Linked DNA regions of Mus musculus: region 1 is linked to region 2. Evidence: chromatin contacts called from public Hi-C data. All regions are on one chromosome and are shown on one strand. Each heading gives the region's core, a stretch centred on a gene start, on an enhancer-like site or on the middle of the called end of the contact. The rest is flanking DNA. Distances are from core to core; before and after follow the strand shown. Region 1 overlaps Hivep2 (human immunodeficiency virus type I enhancer binding protein 2). Region 2 overlaps Aig1 (androgen-induced 1).

Region 1 (6,434 bases), core at 2,283-4,782, 310 kb before region 2:
GAGTCAGAAGCATGGGCAGTCCTTGAGAAGGAAGTCCCAGCCTTTGGGAGAGGGGGAGAGGGAATTCCTGCCACAAGCCAGCAGGGGAAGTCCCCTGATAGGGATTGCTACTCACACAGTCACAGACTAGGAACTGGAATACTCACTATTTAGAAACTTAACTCTCCCCACCCTTGCGTTCCTACTTGGATCTTAAGTTCAGGCTTTGTGCTGCTGATAAACGTCTGGTTGGGGCTGGCAGATGCACAGGCTTCAGATTTCTTGATAGCCTATGGAGGCTTACAAGTGCAGACATTTTGCCTCCCAGGGGACATTGAGCAAGGGGCTCCTTCTGACTGTTAAGATTGGCAGGAGAGTAGGGTTGGGCTACTGTCATCCACTGGGTGGAGGACAGGGATGTTGGGAAATATTTTGCAATGCACAAGACAATCTCCCTACTGCAAGGAGTATCAACTCCACCATAAAGATATCACGCTTAGCAAAAAAAAAGGCCAGCCAAAACCAACGTACTGTTCAGACTCATCAAAGCGTGATACCTGATCTTTAATTAAGGATATGAAATTAAGGAGGCTGGCAGAGTACTCATCAATGTGGTGTCACCTGGATAAAAGTGAAGTTTTCTCTGGCAGGAACTCGGCATTCCTATGTACAGAGAAAGCACACCACAGCTGCTTCTTAAGTGTGTCCATAGACAACAACTGTGTTCCTCAGCCAGCTTCAAATGACAACCAGGAGCAGGAAGCAAACTCCAGACGGGCTGGATTACAGCCAGTCAGTATTAAAGCAATTAATTCTCCCCAGCAAAGGTCTTCCTGGGCCACTCTGCCACAAATGGCTACCTGACCCAGGCAGAGAATGTCAGCTCTCCCTGACCCCCTGTCTCTAGCTGAGAGTAGGTCACCTCCAACTTCCTTCACCAAGTCTCATCCAGCAGGAGGGGGCCTGCTTCCTTCTCACAGATAAGGAGGCAAGGATATGGATCCCAAGAAAGAAAATGAAAGTGAGCCGGGAACCAGGCTCCTACCATCTGCAAGGCAAGACTGCAGAGCCAGCCATCCCCTCCACCCTGACAGACAATGAATTATCCCACCCCCTCCACCCCTGCCAGAGAGTGAGCTATTCCACCCACCCCTGCACCCCTGCCAGACAATGGGCTATACCACCCACCCCCTTGACACCTCCACTCCTGCCATTGAATTATCCCACTCTCTCCACCCCTCATAACCCCTCCACTCCTGCCAGGCAGAGGGCTATCCCATCTACCCCCTCCACCTCTACCAGGCAGTGAGCTAACCCACTCACCCCCTCCACCTCTGCCAGACTGTGAATTATCCCTCTACACCTGCTCAATAAAGTCTCACACTTGAGAGAAAGGGTAACAGCAAGATAAGTTTGTGGTCAAATGATACAAAACTTTTGTGTTTACTGATCCTTTGGTGGGGAGCCCAGTATTGGGAATGACAGATGGGGACACTTTGCTCACACTATGCTAAGAAAAACAAAAGACATTTTCCTAAGAGTTCTCCTGAGTACTTTTTTTCTTTAAAAGAAATGTCTTTAATTTTAATTATGTATGTGCATGGCTGAGTGTGCAGATATGAGTGAGTGTAGTGCCCACTGAGGCCAGAAGAGGGCGTCAGATTCCCTGGAAGTGAGTTAAGAGGTGGTTGTGAGCTAGCTACCCTACATAGATCCTGGGACTCCAGTCCTTTTCCAACACCACAGCCCAAGTTTTTTATATTGTGCTCCATTCATAGGCTTAAAGGGAGCTGTCAAGATGGGGTAGTGCCGAAGGTACATTCTTAGGAGCATGGAAATAATTTTATTATATTTTTAAACATGAAAATGTACAGAAACCACCATGGAAGCGTGTACAAAGTGAATGCAATACCAATCCATTTTTTTTTTCCTGCCACTTCAACATTATCATAATGCCCCAGGGCTTTGTTTTCCCCACAGAAACACCAGATTTTAAGATGCATTTGAAATCTGAGTCTTGATAAAACATGTTTGTTTGCTAGTTCTGTTGTTAGCTTTTTTCCCCCCAGTAAGGGCTGGCACTTTTAGAACTATCTCTCATCTGCGTTTGAGTGTACTCAACAACTATTATCTCATTACTTTACCACATCCTGGGAAGGGCTAAGTGGCAGACAGCATCCATCCACTGTCCTCCCTTTTCACTAAGAAGCAGCAAGGGGTTAAAAAACCAAGACCTTCATACTCCCCAGATCCACTTAACTGCCCTGGCCAAGCTGCCTCCAAGGAGAGGAAAAAATATCTCCTTAGATCAGAATGGAGACAGGCTTGCTGTACAGTGCCCTTGTGTTAAACCTAAGAGACAGATGCAAGACGCTTACTCCTCTCTCGTGGTAAATAACTCCAACATGACTGATGCTCCACAGAAATCAATAGCAGGGACGATTGCCTTTTTTGGAACTGCCTGGGCAGTCAGCTGGAGAGGGGGCACTGCTAATCCCAGGCATGCTGCCTGGATCATGCACTGAAAACAGGCTTCACAAAAGAGAAGGGCGAGTAGCTTACTTATTAAAGAGACAACTGTAAAGTCTGATACAAACAGGCAAGCGTAAAGCCTCCACTACACAGACCCAAAGCTTGGCTTGGCAACCAAAAAAAAAAAAAAAAAAAAAAAAAAACCCAAAACAAAACAATAAGCAGTTGAAAAAGTCTAGCCCCCCTTCATCCCTGAGATGACACCGCCACTGAGAAACAGTCTGCAGAGAGGGCTGGTGGAGATGGGCTCCCCAGTGACCCAGAACCCACAGCAGGAAGTAGAGGGGAAGCCTCCTCCGCCTGTCTGACACTAACCCAGTGAAAGACTGCAGTGGAGACCATGGGGATTTCTCCTTTTGCTTTGGTTCTGAAGCAGCCTACACTTTCCTCAAGGCCAAAAGTCTAGCTGACAATTGCCTAAATCGTGTTCCCCAAGGTCGTTCCTTTCTGCACTGCCCACCAAGGCAAGGGAATCCATGTGACCTTGAGGAGGATGAAAGTCATTTCTGACCCCACTTTTAATTCTCAACTGATTTAACTGAAACCAGACACTGGGTGCCAACAACGAGAAGTTTAAAACATTGTACATGAAGCTTGGGCTGATGAGCAAGTCACAAAATGATATATACTAACACCCAGTGCTGCCTGTCAACTTAAAAATTAAAATAAAATAAAATAAAATAATGAAGACAGAAACTCTATCAGCTCCTTTACAACAAACAGGCCTGGTTCGTTTACAACTCCTGGAAATAACTCTGGGTCGGTCAAATGTTCTTATTTCATATGTTCTCACCGGCTTTCAGGACTGGGGCACATTGTTTCCCCAAACACCATCCGGCCATAATGACCAGGTTACCACTGATAATTATGCTCGCCTGTCTATAGGTTTGTCAGCTAAATGAATCCACAGACGCCCGTCATAATGAGCAGAATTCAACTTCTGCCACAGCTGGGCTGACCACATCACATTAGGAAAACAAGCTCTTTGCAATAACCAGTTCTGGGCATCACTGGTTAAAAAAGACTAGTTTCCTGTTTTTCTCAAAGACTTCACAATGTGGGTATTGCTATTTTTTACCCCACCCACACTTCTTCTCTTTAATTGCTGAAGATTAGATGCTGTAAACACCTAACCATGGGTAGTGTGTGTGTGTGTGTGTGTGTGTGTGTGTGTGTCTGTGTGTGTCAGGTGGGGTTTGTCCATTCCTAGCCAAGGCCTCACCTTGGCTGAGACAGGACTTGGGGATTCGGCATGAACTTCCCCGCAGCCTCAACTCAGAAAGCTGACCTTGGAGCTGGGCCTGAGCTAGGGAGGTGCTGCAAGCTCTGTGCTAGGTCCTTGTAGCTGACACCAGAAATGGCAGTTTGGGGGAGAAGACCACTTACAAGTGGAATTGCAACTCAGGTTTGCTAAGCAAATCCCACAGTTAAGAGTCTGGTTAAAAAAATAGTTACGAATCTATTTTTAAAAAAAAAAAGCAAGTATGAAATGCCAACCTAGCATCTACTTATAACCATGGAGAGGCGTCCTTCTCCCTCACTGGAAAAGGCTGCTTTCTTTTTCCAGGGACGTTTAAGGACATGTTTAAGGTACAAAACAGCATGGCTGCTCTGCTTGACCCCCACCACCTCAGTCAAGACCCTGTTCTAAAGTCAATTCCTCCCAGACCCTCCACAAACTTACAGGGGGCGTGTGTGTGCACGGAAGCACATAGCTGCATTTGTGCATCCCTGTCTGTCTGTCTGTCTGTCTGTCTGTCTCTCTCTCTCTCTCACACACACACACACATACACACATACACACACACACACACACACACACACACACACACACACACACACGTGAATGAGAAGGATGATCTGTGTCTGCCTCCTGGGGGAGTGGGGGAGGGGTGCAACAGAATGTGTGCATCACTGAAGCCAGCAGCCCCCCAGGCTGAGCCTAGGTAACAGCAAGCAATGGGTGAGTACTTCCTGAGCACTCAGCCCGGCCTCCAGCCTCCCACTCCGACTTCCGATGACCTGTGTCTCCCCTCCTCTGCCTACATTCTGGTCACCACGTCTCTGGAATCCCTCATCCTGCGTTCCTTTGCATCTGCCTTTCTCACAGACCAAGAGCTCTGAGAGGTTGCATGCGGCAATAGCCGCTCAGCAAACACCGGATGATCTGTGACAGGAAAGTCACTTTTGACTGACAACTTTGGAGTTAGTCAAGTACACAATCTATTTTTTTTTTAAATCTGGAAGAAAAAAGTCACAATTAGGAACAGATTTCTGCCTATAGCTCCTTGATCTAATATTGCGACTTTGAAGCTGTTTTTCTTTAAAACTTTTAAAATGTTTTCTTTAAAAGTCAATGAAGACAGGGGACTCCAGGGGAAATTAAAATCTTCGTTTTGAAGGAGTGAGGAAAAGTGGAGGTCCCAGTTTGAATCTTCAGAGCCTGCAAAAGACGTCAAGCACAATTTTGGCTACTCTAGAACTGGGATGGAGGAAAAATGGAAGCAAGCGCATTCATTCTCTTACTCTAGCCTACTCTACAAACACTGGGTTCAGTGAGAAACCCCATCTCAAAAATCAAGGTGGAGAGTGTTGAGAAATGTCAACCTCTGGCCCACGTGCATGCATACTCACACACACCCAGACATACACACACACACACAGACATACACACAAAGACACACACACACATACGCAAACACTTGCATGCTTACATGCATGCACTCACACACACACACACAGACATGTGCATGCATAAACACATACAGACATACACAGAGACATACACACACACACAGACACACACACACACATCACACACACACGCACTAGAGAAAGTGAAAACAGGTTTCGCCTTCTAAGTTATTTTAAAGGAAAAGGGTTCTAGCCCTTCAGATCTTCTGTATTTCTTTAAAATGGGTAAAAAAAAAAAAAAATCTAGGTCTCAATCAAAACACACACATATTGATTCTGAGTGACGCCCACTCATGTTAATCACAACCAAGAAGAGAAACACTGTGAAATAGGCCCTTTGTGTGGATAAATATGAAGAACTTCCTGCCCGCCTCAGGAATTTTTTAACTGCTTGTACGTATACTCATGACATTTTATGACTTATCCACTTCTGGGACTTCTACCACTGACAGTTAAGTAGGATCTACCCTTGACAATTTCTGAAACTTGAATAGGAGAAACAGAAGTTGTTACCCGCCATTTCATAGAAGACTTGGCTGTATTTTGAAGGAAAGTGAAACTCTGTGAAGACTCCATTTGCATACGTCTGCTAACTGGCAAAGGCCACAAAGGAACCACCTACCAATTAGTTACCAATGAGGCAACCAAACTCAAGCATTCAAACGCTGAACCCAAGCCTCAGAGGACAGCGATGGGCAGATGATGGCCTCTGCTTCTGCGTTGTCAGTGAACCCGATCACTGTCTGACATGCTACTGGGCAAGTCTGCCCCACTCACTGACATCAGTTAGAATGGCCTTCCAAAGACGACTCCCGACTCCCATGACTGACTTGTGAGATGCCAATTGCTCACGTGGAACTGAAACTTGAGGAAACCAGTTTATGAATGAAAAGAAAAGCATAACCCAGCAAACCAAATCTGATACAAAAGTACTCCATGAAGTGGATGCAAGCAACAGGACCAGTGAAACAAAATTAAGTGTTACTTGTGGGCATCCATGGAGTCAGGAAAACAGCCCCCTTCAAACAACAGTTGGGTTTTGCCTTGGTGGAGTCTTCTGTTGTTGTTGTTGTTGTTGTTACTGGTTGTGGTGGAGATGGTGGTGGTGGTGGTGTGTTGTATGTGAACATGAAGGAGTATCCAAGCCAGAGGTCAACATCGTATATGTCATTCCTCAGAAACCATTCCTACTTTCTGTGGTTGGGTCTCTCATTGGGACTGGAGACTCC
Region 2 (7,016 bases), core at 4,454-6,953:
ATTTTTATAATAATATTATTGTTTAGATGATTCTGGTATTAGACTTTATCCTCTCTGGCTATAGTCTAGGAAGAATTCTGTTGGCATTTTCTAAAACAGGACTTATGTACAGCCTTCAGATTTCCTAAGGCTTCACAGATTGATTAAAGATAATAAATAACATTCCATTAGATGCTAAAGGATAGTTCTTGATTTCAGTTCTTGTTTAAAGTTCATTAAAAATAACATTCCAAGTTCAGAGATGTTTTCTTAACGTCAGTCATTTTTTACAGCGTCTATCCCCTTTGTTCTTTCATTTTTGCCACAAGATTAGCAATCAATGTCTAAAACTTTTGAATTTCAGATGATGTCACCTTCATGTTTAAAGCCCTCCCATAGATCCCAGTGTCTGTAGTTGTCCAGTGAATGGGATGACTATTTCTAGTTATACATAAAATGAGATCAGGAGCACAGGACAGATGTTTGGACTGTTGCATATTTATTTAATATATATTAGAAAAACTAGAAATGCATATTAAATTTTAACTATACTATGTAAGAGAATGACACACAGACACACACATGTGATGTTATTGCTTAGGATTTTAAGAAAGTTATGTGAATCAATATAAAATAATGTTTTCAGAAAGCCATAAACCGTAAACATGTTAGGGAGCAGCGTTAAGGGAAGAACCAAACCTTGGAGCATTAACAACAGAAGAAGACTGACTCCTTAGCTTGTCTGCAGCGTCCTCTCTTGCCACCCTCCACTTCAGCCACCTGAGACTATGCGCTCCTCTCTCACTGAGTAATTAACTTCCATATTTCCCATTGTTGAATTAAAATACAGGTCTCATTGCATCACATATACATAAGCTGGGGAAAGTCACTTAAACTCATTGGGGTCATCCACAAAGCAAAAACCAAGTAATATTGTAAATAAACAAATTTCCCCCAGCAACCAGCAAAAATTACAGGGTGATTACAATGTAATGTATCAGGTTTTTAATAGATTTAAGTATGAGGAACATTAGCACAACTTGGGAACATTTCGAGAGCATTCATGCTCATACAAAGGTGGTTTGTATGTATGTATGTATGTATGTATGTATGTATGTATGTATGTATGATGTGTGTATGTATGCATATATGTATGTATGTATTTATGCATGTGTATATGTATGTATGTAAGTATATATGTATGTTTTTAAGACAGAGTTCCATTTATCCCAGGATAGCCTGAGACTCAATGTATAGTCACAGATGACTTTGAACTTCAGATCTTCCTGCCACCCAAATCCTAAGGTCACAGGGTTTGCCCCACCATGTCCAGCTTATGTGGTAATAGAGGAATTACATCTAGACATGATACGTGCTGGACAATCATCATGCCTCTAACTGAGTTCTGTGCTCAACCCATGCAGATGCGATAGGATCATCTCTTGTTCAAAGACAGGAAGAGCCCTCAGCTGAGAACATGGGCATAACTGTAGGCCAACTTTGTTCAACAGAAATATAATGCAAAAAAAAAAAAGAAATATAATGCAAGGTATATTATCCAAATGTACAGGGGAATGGTTAAAATTAAATATATATATTTCAACAACTTGTAAATACTATCATTTATTTAGTAGGTGTTGTGATCTGAAAGTAACATGATGCCGGGCGTGGTGGCGCACACCTTTAATCCCAGCACTCGGGAGGCAGAGGCAGGACAGGTGGATTTCTGAGTTCGAGGCCAGCCTGGTCTACAAAGTGAGTTTCAGGACAGCCAGGGCAATACAGAGAAAACCTGTCTCGAAAAGCCAAAAAAAAAAAAAAGTAACATGATGAGCTTGAGTGTTTGAACCCTTGGTTCTTAGCTGGTGCTGCAGTCGTGCAAACCATAGAGCCTTCAGGAAGTGGAGCTTCACTGGAGGAAGAATATCACTGGCCACTTGCCTTTGAGGTTTTATAGCCTAGACCTACACCTTGCTTTCTGAATACTGACGCAGTGTTACAAGCTGGCTTCTTGTTCTGCCACCAAGTCTTTCCCACTGTGTGAAAGAAAGAAAGAAAGAAAGAAAACCTTTCTCCCATAGGTAGCTTTTAGCAGAGATACTTCCTATTCCTTGTTTTGTTAGAGCTTCCAACTCTGGTATGTATTTGACACTGATTCTCCTTGTCTTGTCCATCTAACCGTTTCCCTAATGCTCAGTGGCTCACTTGTGCCTGGTCCCTGCTGGACTTGACAGCACAGATATAGATGACTGAATAGGTCATGGGTTCTTTGATATGCCTATGGCACAGGTTGTATGTGGGCAGTAGTAAGAGATCCAAAGGAGAGAGAGATGCTCAGGATCCAGGCTGTGAGACAGACCATGGATGTCAAGACAGCAACGTCTCAGTGTACCCATGAAGGCACTCTGGAGCCTTTGATGCTATCGAAACATTTCTTATAGGTGTAACTTGAGGATTTGAGAGATTTTTCTGGCAATGAAACGAATTGAGGGAACATGGTGCGAAGTGATTCTTCTCAATGTGTTGTGTTTCTGTTAATCAGATTGTTTTTATGAACCGTATTTATAGGTCCTTCTATAAACCCTCCTGCGCTCTGTCCTCCTGCTCTCTTAGAACTTAGACAAGCCACACCAAGCACAGATGTTTCTCTCTTTCTCTCTCTTTCTCTGTCTCTCTCTGTCTCTCTCTCTGTCTCTCTCTGTATCTCTGTCTCTCTGTCTCTGTCTCTCTCTCTCTCTCTGCATGCTTTCTGGATCGAAACCATTCTCCAGGTTTTAACAATGATCAAGAGTATGGTAGGGAGTCACTGACTATGGACACCCTTAGGCACATGCCAGGTGGGACAGGTTCATCTTTCCTAGGCAGATAGTCATCCATGAAGTCTCTTAGCACAGGCAGGGTAACATCAACAAGCCCAGGCATCAGGCCGCCTGTCCTATAAATGAGAAATTCACAAACATCCTCGTTTGCCAATATGCCAGATAATAATGTCATTCCTTTCTGATAAAATTGCCTTAGCATCTTTTTCCAAAATGGCAGATGTCTTCAGTAAGACAAGCACTTGTTGAGCACAAGCTGCTAATTTGAGTTATCTGTCCATGTTCTCTTAATGGCAAAGATAAGCATGGGTTTCCTTCGCAGGATCGCCTACTTTGCAGGGTCTTTTCCTTACGTTTTCAAGTCTACCTTTCTGCTGTTTTGCCTCTTAATACCCCTTGTGTTCCACACTTTCTCATCCAAAATTCTCCATAGCAATGCATATTTATGTGTAGAGTGTAAAGAAGATGAATGGGAAAGTGGTGTTCTTGCAGGGCCATGTTGCTGGTGTTCTTTCCTCTGTGGCCTGTGCTAGTCTCCCTAAAATCAGGGTGGGAACAACAGGGTCACTGTTGGCCTCCATTCTGTGCCCCGTCTTCATGATCTCTTGGAATTTAGACAAGACACACAGAGCACAGTGTAGATGACAGACGGAGTTTATGACAGAACAATGTGAGACTCTCACAAGTGCGAGGCTGGGCATGGCCAAAGGAGGCATTCCAGAGGGAAACTCACAGGCTGAGAGTGAGCAACAGACAGGGAAACCATTTGTCCAGCCTACGTTTCTAAGTAGGCTTTAATACTATTTCCTAACATTTTTACAACAGCTTCCAACTAGTCATTGTTTCTGAAGGTGAGCTTCAGGCCCATTGGGAAAGAACAGTGAATGGTTTTGCTGTTTGCCAGAATGTCTCTTTTTGGGTAATAATCTAGGGTCTTCTTGGCAGTTTGGCATGCTGTCTTCACAGGGACAAAGCTATGAGTAGGAGCCCTTTTTTTATCCAGTAGTCAGAGGTTTCTGTTCTAGTTTCTGATTGTAAAGGATGCTAATTATGATGAGAGGTCCATCCTCAGGAACCACAAACATGGTTATCTAAGCAGCCTTCGAGCTCAGAGGCTAGGGGCGGAGTAAAGGACTTTCCTCTTTAGTGAAAAAGTGTTCTGCACAGCATTCATGGACACCCAGGGTCTGAGCACTCTTGGCACCTCCCAACTCCTCTGTCCTGATACCTCAGAAAGTGGCCAAGGTAGGAGATAGCTCCCATAACCATCTGCCTGCCCACCTAGTTATTTCTTATAAGCTTATAACTTGAACCTAAATTTTTAAGTCTTAAATTTCAAAGCCAAGTCCTGAGATGAAAAACCTTGGCCAGGACTGCACATTTCCCAGGTCTCTTTAAACCTCAAGCCCAAGTCAGCACCCAGAAAACAGAATCCGGGTCACTTTATCTGCTCATCTCTCTTCTCTGTTTTTGACTTGGTCTATTCAGTGTGTTGGGAGGGGTGGCCAAGTGTAGTATGTTGGGGCTTTCCAGATCTCCAGCTTTTGCTCTAAAATCTTGGGTTACAAGATGATAAATGAATTGTAGTTTGATTATCTTAGACAAGAGGAGCTGTCCTCTTTAGCATAATATACTTCCCTTATAGAGGACAAAAAGACCAAACTGTTAATACATAGGCTTGCTGTGTATGTGTGCATTCATCCTTTCTCTCATGTATCTGTTATTGAGGGCCCACTAAAAGAACATGTGCTCAGGACCCATAATTCAAAGATGGCGGTGTATGAGCAGCTAAACCACTTGTGGCAAAAGTGGGTTCAGGAGCATCTTCCTGCAAGGAACCCCCTTGTCTTACGTGCAACTGTGGTACTGTAGAAACCCAGAAGTCAGGCTTTTTCCTCAAACAGAATGCTATGAGAACTTCCAGGCAATTTTTTCCCCAAAATAAAAATTTAGGATTTCCTTTCTTCGCTCTCGGTTTCTGGGAGATTCTGTGTTAGAAATCTGTTTCTGTCATGATGGAGGAAGGAAACACATCTGAAGTTTGCATAGGTACATTTTTTTTGACTGAGTGCTGGATTTCATAGAGAGAGTCATGGCAAAGACCATTTGTGGGAAATGCACATGCATGTCTGTGGGGTTAGAACGCTTGCATGAGAAAGGGCATTCCCATCCAGTAAGCTACAGGGGAAGCAGTGCCTTTCCTGCTGTGCCCTTTCCCAGCATGCCTTGCTCCCACCCCCTCATCTCACTAGTTTCTACAGCAGGAAAAGTAAAACTCGAGACTCCCAACTATGGCCCATATTGTAAAGAGACATTAATAACAGAAAAGCTGTGTTACACACTGTATATAAGTTTTCCGCGATACTGGAGACTCATAAAGAAAACTGGAGCCCAAGAAATACATAAACCTTTTCATTCTGTTTTAATTCTGTGGTTGGCGAAAACCACAGAATTATATGACTGCATTTAGTACAAGTGGGATCCTGTGGCGATTAAGCATAGGAAGTGTGGCAAGACATGTTTGCTCGGGTGCTTTCTTCTGGGAAGCAGGACAGGGTGACGTTCTCCAGTGGAGACCTTACCTTCTCTGAGGGAAGGCCAGAAAATTCTTCTGAGGTTTGCTCTAAGTCAAGCTTTAGAGCAGAGACTGACTGTGAGCTGAGTGAGTTTCCTGGTCCTTCCATTTTCTTCCGTACCATTGAAGCTGTGTGTCCTTGTCACCTTGTAAGCAATTAGCTCAGAAGAAATTTGTTTTTCCCTGTCTTGGACGCTGTGGTTCTTTGATCCCGTAAGCTTCCGTGGGTTCGAAGGCTTGCCAGTTCTCTGGAGTAGAGCACATACGGCTGGTGTCCCTCCTGGTGACCTTCGCAGCCATCTGGGCCTAGAGCTGCGGCTGTCCAGCTCAGCCCAGCAGGGCAGGGCCTGCTGTGTGCCGATGCCTCATTTGGACTCCACGTCTGTGACTCACCCCATCTGTTGGTAATTTGTCGGTTTTTTCTGGAGTCAGGATTTTCAGAAGACTCATTCTCTGGCACCCCTGAGTGAGGAGCCCTAACAGCAGGTCTCTGACTTGTCTCCTCATCGGCCTGTGGCCAGGGCCCACTGCTAGTGCTGTGTCCAGCTGCCCTAGATGTAATGATGTTGTCCTTCGCACTTTAGAGAGCATCGCACCGAGTACCTGCCCCCTTGGAAGCCACTTACAGTCTTTGTAGGACTTGTCTGAAGAAGAGCCAAGCTGGCAGCCATGAGGCTCCACTTTCACTTTTGCAACCTCTACAACAGTAGGCTTGAGTCCTTGTATCATTTGGCCATCTGCTTATCTTGTCTCCTCTTCCAACGGTAAGCAAAACGAGCAGCACTCGCTAAACCACACTTGCTTCCGCGCAACCCCAGTGGGTGCTGTGCACTGAGCCGCATTTCACTTTCGTGTTTTCACTGGGACGATCATCATGCCTCTTTGAAGGACAGACAGTTACTATCTTTGCTTCTCTTTCTAAAGACATTTCGGCTCCAACCAGTGAAGTGACTTGCTGTAACCATGTGACCAATAAATGCTGCCACTAAAACTCCACCTCTCTGCCTGGCCCCCAAAAGCAAGAGTTTTCCTGTTTGGTACACTGCCTAGCATTAATGATACCTTGCTTTGAGTTTCAGTGTCTCTAATGAATTCACCCTTCAGGCCTTAAATGCAGCATCATATATCCGTGAATGAGGCCGATTCACCCATCCATCTAACTCGTATTTAGGAGCTCTGCTGTGTCCCCACCCCCACCCCCCCAGGATACCAAAGTAAGGATTCTTGCCTCAGAAAGCGTTCACTTGTGGATACATCTACTCATCCAGTCACTCTTCCTACAGGGCCTCTAGCATCCAAGCCTTCAATGCTCTCGCATTAGGTCACAGTTCTACTTTGGGGGCCTGTCTGGAAACTAAGAGTCCAAGGAGCTGGCTAGTGGAGCCAGGGTTTGGTATTGATGTCCTGTCCAAATCACTGATCCTACCTTTCTCTTGTTTTCTCCTGTTATTGAACTTATGAGTCACCGTCAACTCTAACTAGCCACTTTCTACCCTACTTCAGCTGTGAAGGAAAGCTGGAGTTTAGAAGTCTAGAGGAAGAGAAAATGCACAAGGCTAGGTTTGTGAAAACCGACTAATCCTGCTTATAGAAAGGTAGATGAGGCTATAGGAGGCATGAAGCTGCAGTAAGATTTGAGAATG

Evidence for each region. A called contact is a pair of places that touch in the nucleus more often than the background predicts.
Region 1: a contact with region 2 is called in a Hi-C map of muscle stem cells, with 2.1 times the contacts expected there. The contact joins two enhancer-like sites. A contact is called at or near these places in 2 of 15 datasets of contacts at CTCF or cohesin (CD8 T cells and the NIH/3T3 cell line) and 1 of 484 Hi-C or Micro-C datasets (muscle stem cells).

The regions. Positions count from the first base shown.
Region 1 is chr10:14,042,314-14,048,747 of GRCm38.p6, reverse strand. The region is part of intron 1 of Hivep2 (human immunodeficiency virus type I enhancer binding protein 2); the gene reads right to left. Among named protein-coding and RNA genes, the nearest start is that of Hivep2, 79 kb to the right of the region's middle. Within about 2 kb of position 3,532, at least 130 of the 459 cell types and tissues checked have an H3K27ac peak or open chromatin away from gene starts, as enhancers often do. A contact at or near this core is called in muscle stem cells, where this site is marked.
Region 2 is chr10:13,738,743-13,745,758 of GRCm38.p6, reverse strand. All of the region lies in intron 3 of Aig1 (androgen-induced 1), which reads left to right. Among named protein-coding and RNA genes, the nearest start is that of Aig1, 130 kb to the left of the region's middle. Within about 2 kb of position 5,703, at least 67 of the 459 cell types and tissues checked have an H3K27ac peak or open chromatin away from gene starts, as enhancers often do. A contact at or near this core is called in muscle stem cells, where this site is marked.